2 separate regions of the Triticum aestivum genome follow, and region 2 is linked to region 1. A link is a contact called in public Hi-C data. All regions are on one chromosome and are shown on one strand. The core of a region is the stretch at or near the end of the contact, and the rest is flanking DNA. Distances in the headings are between cores, read along the strand shown.

The links. A called contact is a pair of places that touch in the nucleus more often than the background predicts.
Region 2: a contact with region 1 is called in a Hi-C map of leaf, with 5 times the contacts expected there. The contact joins the promoter of LOC123161877 here to the promoter of LOC123160590 in region 1. A contact is called at or near these places in 3 of 5 Hi-C or Micro-C datasets (all in leaf).

What each region holds. Positions count from the first base shown.
Region 1 is chr7B:134,307,649-134,310,909 of IWGSC CS RefSeq v2.1, forward strand. LOC123160590 (zinc finger protein CONSTANS-LIKE 16) reads left to right here and starts at 1,758. Exons shown (of 1, transcript XM_044578393.1): 1 at 1,758-3,261. The coding sequence starts at 1,872. The coding sequence ends at 3,170.
Region 2 is chr7B:134,885,769-134,889,029 of IWGSC CS RefSeq v2.1, forward strand. It overlaps LOC123161877 (protein NRT1/ PTR FAMILY 3.1), which reads left to right and starts at 1,751. Exons shown (of 4, transcript XM_044579693.1): 1 at 1,751-2,167; 2 at 2,265-2,482; 3 at 2,584-3,155. The coding sequence starts at 2,020.

The DNA of each region.
Region 1 (3,261 bases), core at 508-3,007:
GATGTTCAACCTAAGGGAGTTGGTCCGGCTTACCTAGTTAGGTTGCAAATGCCCTTATGTCGTATCAATGGCGCACCATGCACATTGCACCTGCAGTTTGGAGGTTGAGTCAGCCAGTCTTGTTATACTGATAGTGGAGCCCATCTGGCAGAATGAGGCAAAACTCTAAAAGGCATAAAAAGTGGAGCAGATTTCCTTAAATGGGGCATTTTGGAGGAAGTTTTGCTAAATTGAGTAAGGGGGGGATAGTTTCCATTTGTTACTAGAGTTCTTGTTTAGTCGACTGTTAATTTACATGTATATGACTTCCATTTTGTTGCGGTAATTTCGTGTTAGTACTTCAATCACATCACAATTATGCTACCTAGTTTATTGGGTGTCCACAATTAACTGTGATGTAGTTCTAGGTATTGCATTCCCATATTCTATTTTGGATTGGCTCACAGATAATTGTGGTCTCAATGTAGTTACGTGTTATAATATGGGAGATTCTTGGACTTTGCGTGGTCACACACAGAAAGATGCTTGCTCTATTCGTAACATGTATATAATGTGGTAAGAAATATATTGCCCAATATATATAAGCCACACACCATACCTACTCTAGACATATGTCATGCACACCTTTGTTTTCTTGCAAAATAAATAATGCCATTATCTTTCGGTCCATACATGAAGAGAATGCACATGACCAATACAAATTATAAACAAGTTTTCTTTGCGAGAGAAATTATAAATAAGCTATATATGTGAAACTTATATCCGTCGAATTGCATAATTAAAAATTACCAGACCATGGGTTAATAAATACCCTCACTTTCAATTCACGATGAGTACTTACATTGGCTGTTAAGACCAACATGGAACGAGCCAATGCATGCATGTGCATTTTGGTAAACGGCTGTATAAGCCCACATGAGCGTTTGCTTCTCTTTTAAACAACCCTTCGTTGGTATGCATTGATTTTCTGATATGCAAAATTATATTCTATTTGTTCTAAAATATTTCAAGTTCTATATTTGTCCCAAGTCAAACTTTTTAAGTGTGGCTAATACTAAATATAGTACTCCCTCGGATCCATATGGATCGGAGGGAGTATGAAAATATGTTTTATAGTAAATATAATAAAATTAATTTGGTGTTGTATATGTTGATGTTTTTTTATATTTGGTCAAACATCAAGAAGTTTCACCGGCAAAAAAAATATCAAGGAGTTTGTTCTGAGCAAAACTATAATTTCATAAATGAGTACAGCTTGAGTAGCACTGAGAATCTGAGGTGTACTCTTTATTTATTTATTTGCCCTGAGGTTGGCATTTTTTTTTGACGGGTCCCTAAGGTTGGCGGTGAATTTTAATGGAAGAGAACTTTTTGTAGGGGAGAATGGAAGAGAAATTAGTCAGTCCGAGAATGACTTTTTCATTCCCGGCCGTAGCCGGTCCCACTGCCAGCGACGTAGGAAAACCACTGCAACCGCGAGAGCGACTGAGAAAGGCCCGTGCGTCACGTAGCCGAACGGAACGGCCCTACCAAAAATCCAGCAGGAGCCAATCAGAGGCCTCCGCGCTGGATGGACATTACCCACCAGCCAATCAGAACGCAGATAAGGCCCGCGAGTGCGCCCAACGACGAACCAAAAGTGCAAAGTACACACGACGCGGGCCCACGAGTAAAGCGTACGAGCCGGGGGCCCACCTCCGCACCTTCTGCTATAAACCTAGACCCGCGATATTTTCGCCGCAAATATATTTTGGCTCCTACAGTGAACTGCAAGCAGCCAGTGCGCGACGCGGCGCGCGGTGAAACGGAGTAGCTAGCTGGTGCTGGTTTGGTGCGGCGCGCGGTGCGCCAGCGGCTTTGGTTTTCGTTTGATGAGCTGCTCGGGGAAGGCGGCGGACGGCGCGATGGGGAGCAAGGCGGCGCGGGCGTGCGACGGCTGCCTGCGGCGGCGGGCGAGGTGGTACTGCGCGGCGGACGACGCGTTCCTGTGCCAGGGGTGCGACACGTCGGTGCACTCCGCGAACCCTCTCGCGCGGAGGCACGAGCGGGTGCGCCTGCGGCCCACGTCGCCGCTGCTCCCTGGAGCGGCCCCGCGGGAGAGGCGCCGCGGCGACGAGGTCGTGCCGGCGTGGTTCAAGCGCAAGGCGCGGACCCCGCGCTCGCAGGCCAAGAGCGTCGGGCGTCTCCTCTCGAGGCGGCTCGTCGTGCCGCAGGCGTCCGGCGTGGACTCGCCGGAGGAGCACAAGTGTGACGTGGAGACGGACGAGGAGGAGCTGCTGTACCGCGTGCCCATCTTCGACCCCGCCCTCGCGGAGCTCTGCTCACCTCTGACTCTCGAGGAAGCGACGACGGCCGTCGCGTCATGCTGCAATGAGGATGGTGCCATCGTTGAGAACCCGACGAAGCCAGCTGCGACGCCGACTCCGGCGCCGGTTCAGTTCTTCCCCGACAGCCTCGTAAACTTGGGCCCGACGGACGCCGAGCTCATGGAATTCGCCGCGGACATGGAGGCCCTTCTTGGCCGGCCGGGCATGGACGACGGCGACGAGGAGGAACCGTTCTGCATGGAGGCATTGGGCCTCATCGAGCCGACGGACGTAGACGGCGGGGGAGTCAAGCTGGAGATCGACCCCATGCGAGCGTGCGGCCTCGAGCAGAAGCCGGAGGTGTCCGGCGATATGTTCGACATCGACTTCGACTACGACTCGCCCCTGGGGACACCGGACGAGAACGCTGCAAGCAGCGGTGCCAGTGCGGACGCCCAGTTCACCCCGAGGAGCCTTGCGCTCAATCTAAACTACGAGGCCATCATGGAGAACTGGGGGAGCTCGCCGTGGGCCGACGGCGAGAGGCCGCACGTCAAGCTCGATGACTACTGGCCACACGACTACTACTCGCTGCAGGAGGGCGCTTGGATGATGGGAGGAGTGGTCGGCCATGGCGGGGAGGGGTTGGGGACGCCGAGGCTGAGGATGGACGGCGGCAGGGAGGCGCGGGTGTCGCGGTACCGGGAGAAGCGGCGGACGCGGCTCTTCTCAAAGAAGATCCGGTACGAGGTGCGCAAGCTCAACGCCGAGAAGCGGCCGCGGATGAAGGGCCGCTTCGTCAAGCGGGCCAACGGCGCCGGAGGCGACGTGCCCGTCGCCATAGCCACGGCGTGCGTCGCGTAGCTGCCGATCGTGCAATGCTGTCGGTGTGCATGCATGACTCTGCAGGCTGCGTGTGGGCTCGCCATGAAATGGCGCGCGCGCGCGCACACAC
Region 2 (3,261 bases), core at 501-3,000, 580 kb after region 1:
CATAGGAAATTCAACTCCACTCAAATCTCTTGAAAGAATCCTTGGTTTTTCCTGTGACGCAATTAAAGAAACCAAAGTCCTACAAGATTTGTATGTGCATGACATACCAATCCCACATTCTTCCTATTCTCGCATTTTTAGAATATTAGGAATCAAATAGGCCCTCAAATGCATGCTTTGAACTCGAAATCTCAAAATTAGTTGTGAGTTTCTTCTTAAGAAAATAATTTACTTTTGGCACCTTGATGGTTCCTTGAATTTATATTCTTTCCCTATAAACGTGTAAGCTAGACAAATTTGACCTTCAAAATTGCATATAGTTTGTTCTCTCAGACCATTGCACAGTACGTTCAGATGACATGGTAGTGTTTTTGCATATTGGACAATACCATTCTCTAATACTCCCTCCATCCGGAAGGGGGTAGGAAACAAAACTTCTGGTTTCTGGATTGTTTTCCCCCCAATCATCTAATAGGAGCATAGTGTCATCTGCACATTGCATATTGACAGTTCCATGTTCCTACTAATTGGAGGTCACACCTTTAATAGCTCCATTTCCATGAGCTTGTTGACTTAAATATGACAATGGTAAGCAGAAGGGGGTGCTATTGGTTCATCTTACCTCGCTCCTTTATATGTAGTGAAATATGATCCCATGACATTATTTACCTTCCCCTAAAGAAAAGGCATTATTTACCTTAACACACACACCCTCTCCTCGACTATTATTCTCGTGATCATTTCAACCACCTGATCTAAAAACCCCTTGAGTTATATAATTTTATATAGAAAGGTCCAATTAATATTATCACACATGCTCCACTTTTTTATGCCTATCATGCAAAACCTAATGCAATATCAGCACCCCTGCCATAAAATGTGTGCCCTTTTTGAAAGGTTGTTTGCAGTGGTGAATAATGTCCTCTACACACTCACACAACCTATTATAGTAGAGATCTCGTTAGTCAATAATTTGACGCTAGCATTGAGTAAACAAATTAGCCTAAATTATTGTACTCTATTATGCCAGCTCCAGAGACTCTTTGGGACTAAAGTGATGGTACTATAATTAAGCCTTTTTGCATCGAGGTTCTCTATTATAGGAATCATCAAAGAAATGCTTAAGAGTAAATTTACTGATAAAATTTGATGAGAAAACCATCTGGATCATGAGCTTTATTGATTATGATGAACAGCGAACACAAGTTTTTTTTAAGTATCATCTAGAGAATCCTCAGCCAGGAACATCTCATTAATATAACCTGAGGATCAGCGTTCAGCGACATGATCAAAATGGAAATTAGCATAAATAGATGCATCCTGAGACTAACCAAACAGATCCATGTAAAAAATTAGTAATATGAGTCATCAAACTTTCCCATCCCTCGATGACATTATTTCCATCTTTCAAGGACGATATTTAGATTGTGCCTCATTCTTCCGCTAGGTTTACTCGTGTAATATTTAGAATTTGCAGTCCTCGAACTCCTTTTTCTTTTGCCCTTTTGCATCCACTCGATATCATCCATTTCTTTAGCCCTTCCCCTCAAATGAATAACTAGCTCCTCCACTCATTGCTTATTGCCCATCAGATATTCATATTTTCTTCTTACTCTTAATGTTCCTGTTCCAGTCCATCTCAGTTAGCACTGGTCCTGCCACTGCCTAGCTCTTTGCCAAGATCTGGCTGTGATATAGACACATCACACATGTGAAGTCCCCAGCCCCTAGTCCCTAGTTCGGAAATGTGAAAAGGAATACAGAAGAAAGGGGACTTGCAATGGCAGTTAGCCAGTGGCAGAAGCAGCCGTATATTCCAAGTGCGCAAAATATCACATAAATACTGCAAATTAACCTCAGATTATTGTCCCGCAGTTTTCCCTATTTCGTGTAAATTAGCCTCAGAGCTTGCAGTAGTAAGTCTAGTGGCATATGGCACTGGCACTGGCTGGCACTGGCAGCTAGCTTATTAGCTATAAATATGTGAAGCCAAGCTGCTGCTGCTACCACGAATCCACGATGCAGCGAGGAGTGGCTGCATGTAGTACAACCGAGTGCACCACCGCAGCGCTACCACCACAGGCGCAACCAATAGCGGCTGGGGCGGCCATGGACGGGAAGAAGGGGAAGAAGAAGGGCGGCCTCAGAACAATGCCCTTCATCTTTGGTGAGCAAATTATACAGTCTCTTGCGAACTACTACTTCGAATTCGCCTGGTTGCTTAAGATTAAACTGTGTGTGTTGGCTTGGCTCGCGCGCTGCAGCCAACGAGGTGGCGGAGAAGCTTGCCGTGGTGGGCTTCTCGACGAACATGCTGACCTACCTCACCCAGCAGATGCACATGCCGCTGGCCAAGGCGGCCACCACCCTCACCAACTTCGGCGGCACCTCCGCCATGACCCCGCTCATCGGCGCCTACCTCGCCGACGCCTGCATCGGCCGCTTCTGGACCATCGCCGGCGCCTCCGTCGTCTACCAATTCGTGCGTACACGTACACTTGTTTCGCACGTAGACGGCGACGATACCCATACGAAGCAGAGCTGAACTGTACGTGACGCTGGTGCTTACTTCTTGCATGACAGGGGATGGCCCTCCTGACGGTGTCGGCGGCGCTGCCGCAGTTCCGGCCGGCACCGTGCAAGGCGGCAGGGGGCGGCAGCGGCGCGTGCGAGCAGGCGCTGCCGTGGCAGCTCGCCGTGCTCTACGTGTCGCTGTTCCTGAACGCGGTGGGCGCCGGCGGGTACCGGCCGTGCATCGTGGCGTTCGGGGCGGATCAGTTCGACGAGTCGCAGACGGCGGAGCGCGCGCGGACGTGGGGCTTCTTCAACTGGTACTACTTCTGCAACGGCGCGTCGCAGCTGGTGGCCGTGACGGCGGTGGTGTACGTGCAGGACAACGTGGGGTGGGGCTGGGGCCTTGGCGTGCCGGCCTTCTGCATGGGCGTCTCCGTCGTCGCCTTCGTCGGCGGGTACCCGATGTACCGCCGGCTCGACCCGTCGGGCAGCCCGTTCACGCGTCTCGCGCAGGTGGTCGTTGCCGCCGTCCGGAAGCGCCGCGTCCCCAGGGTGGACGACCCCGGGAGGCTTTACGAGAACGACGAGATGGATGCGCCCATCTCCATGTACGGCAAGCTCGTGCACACCAACCAGCTCAGGTACGTGCGTGCGTGACGCGCCTTCTGTCAACCACCTCTCCTTTTCTTTTCTAGGAGTTCTTGGATCCCAGAATTCCCTTAAGTAACGACGCTGGATTTTCCGGCG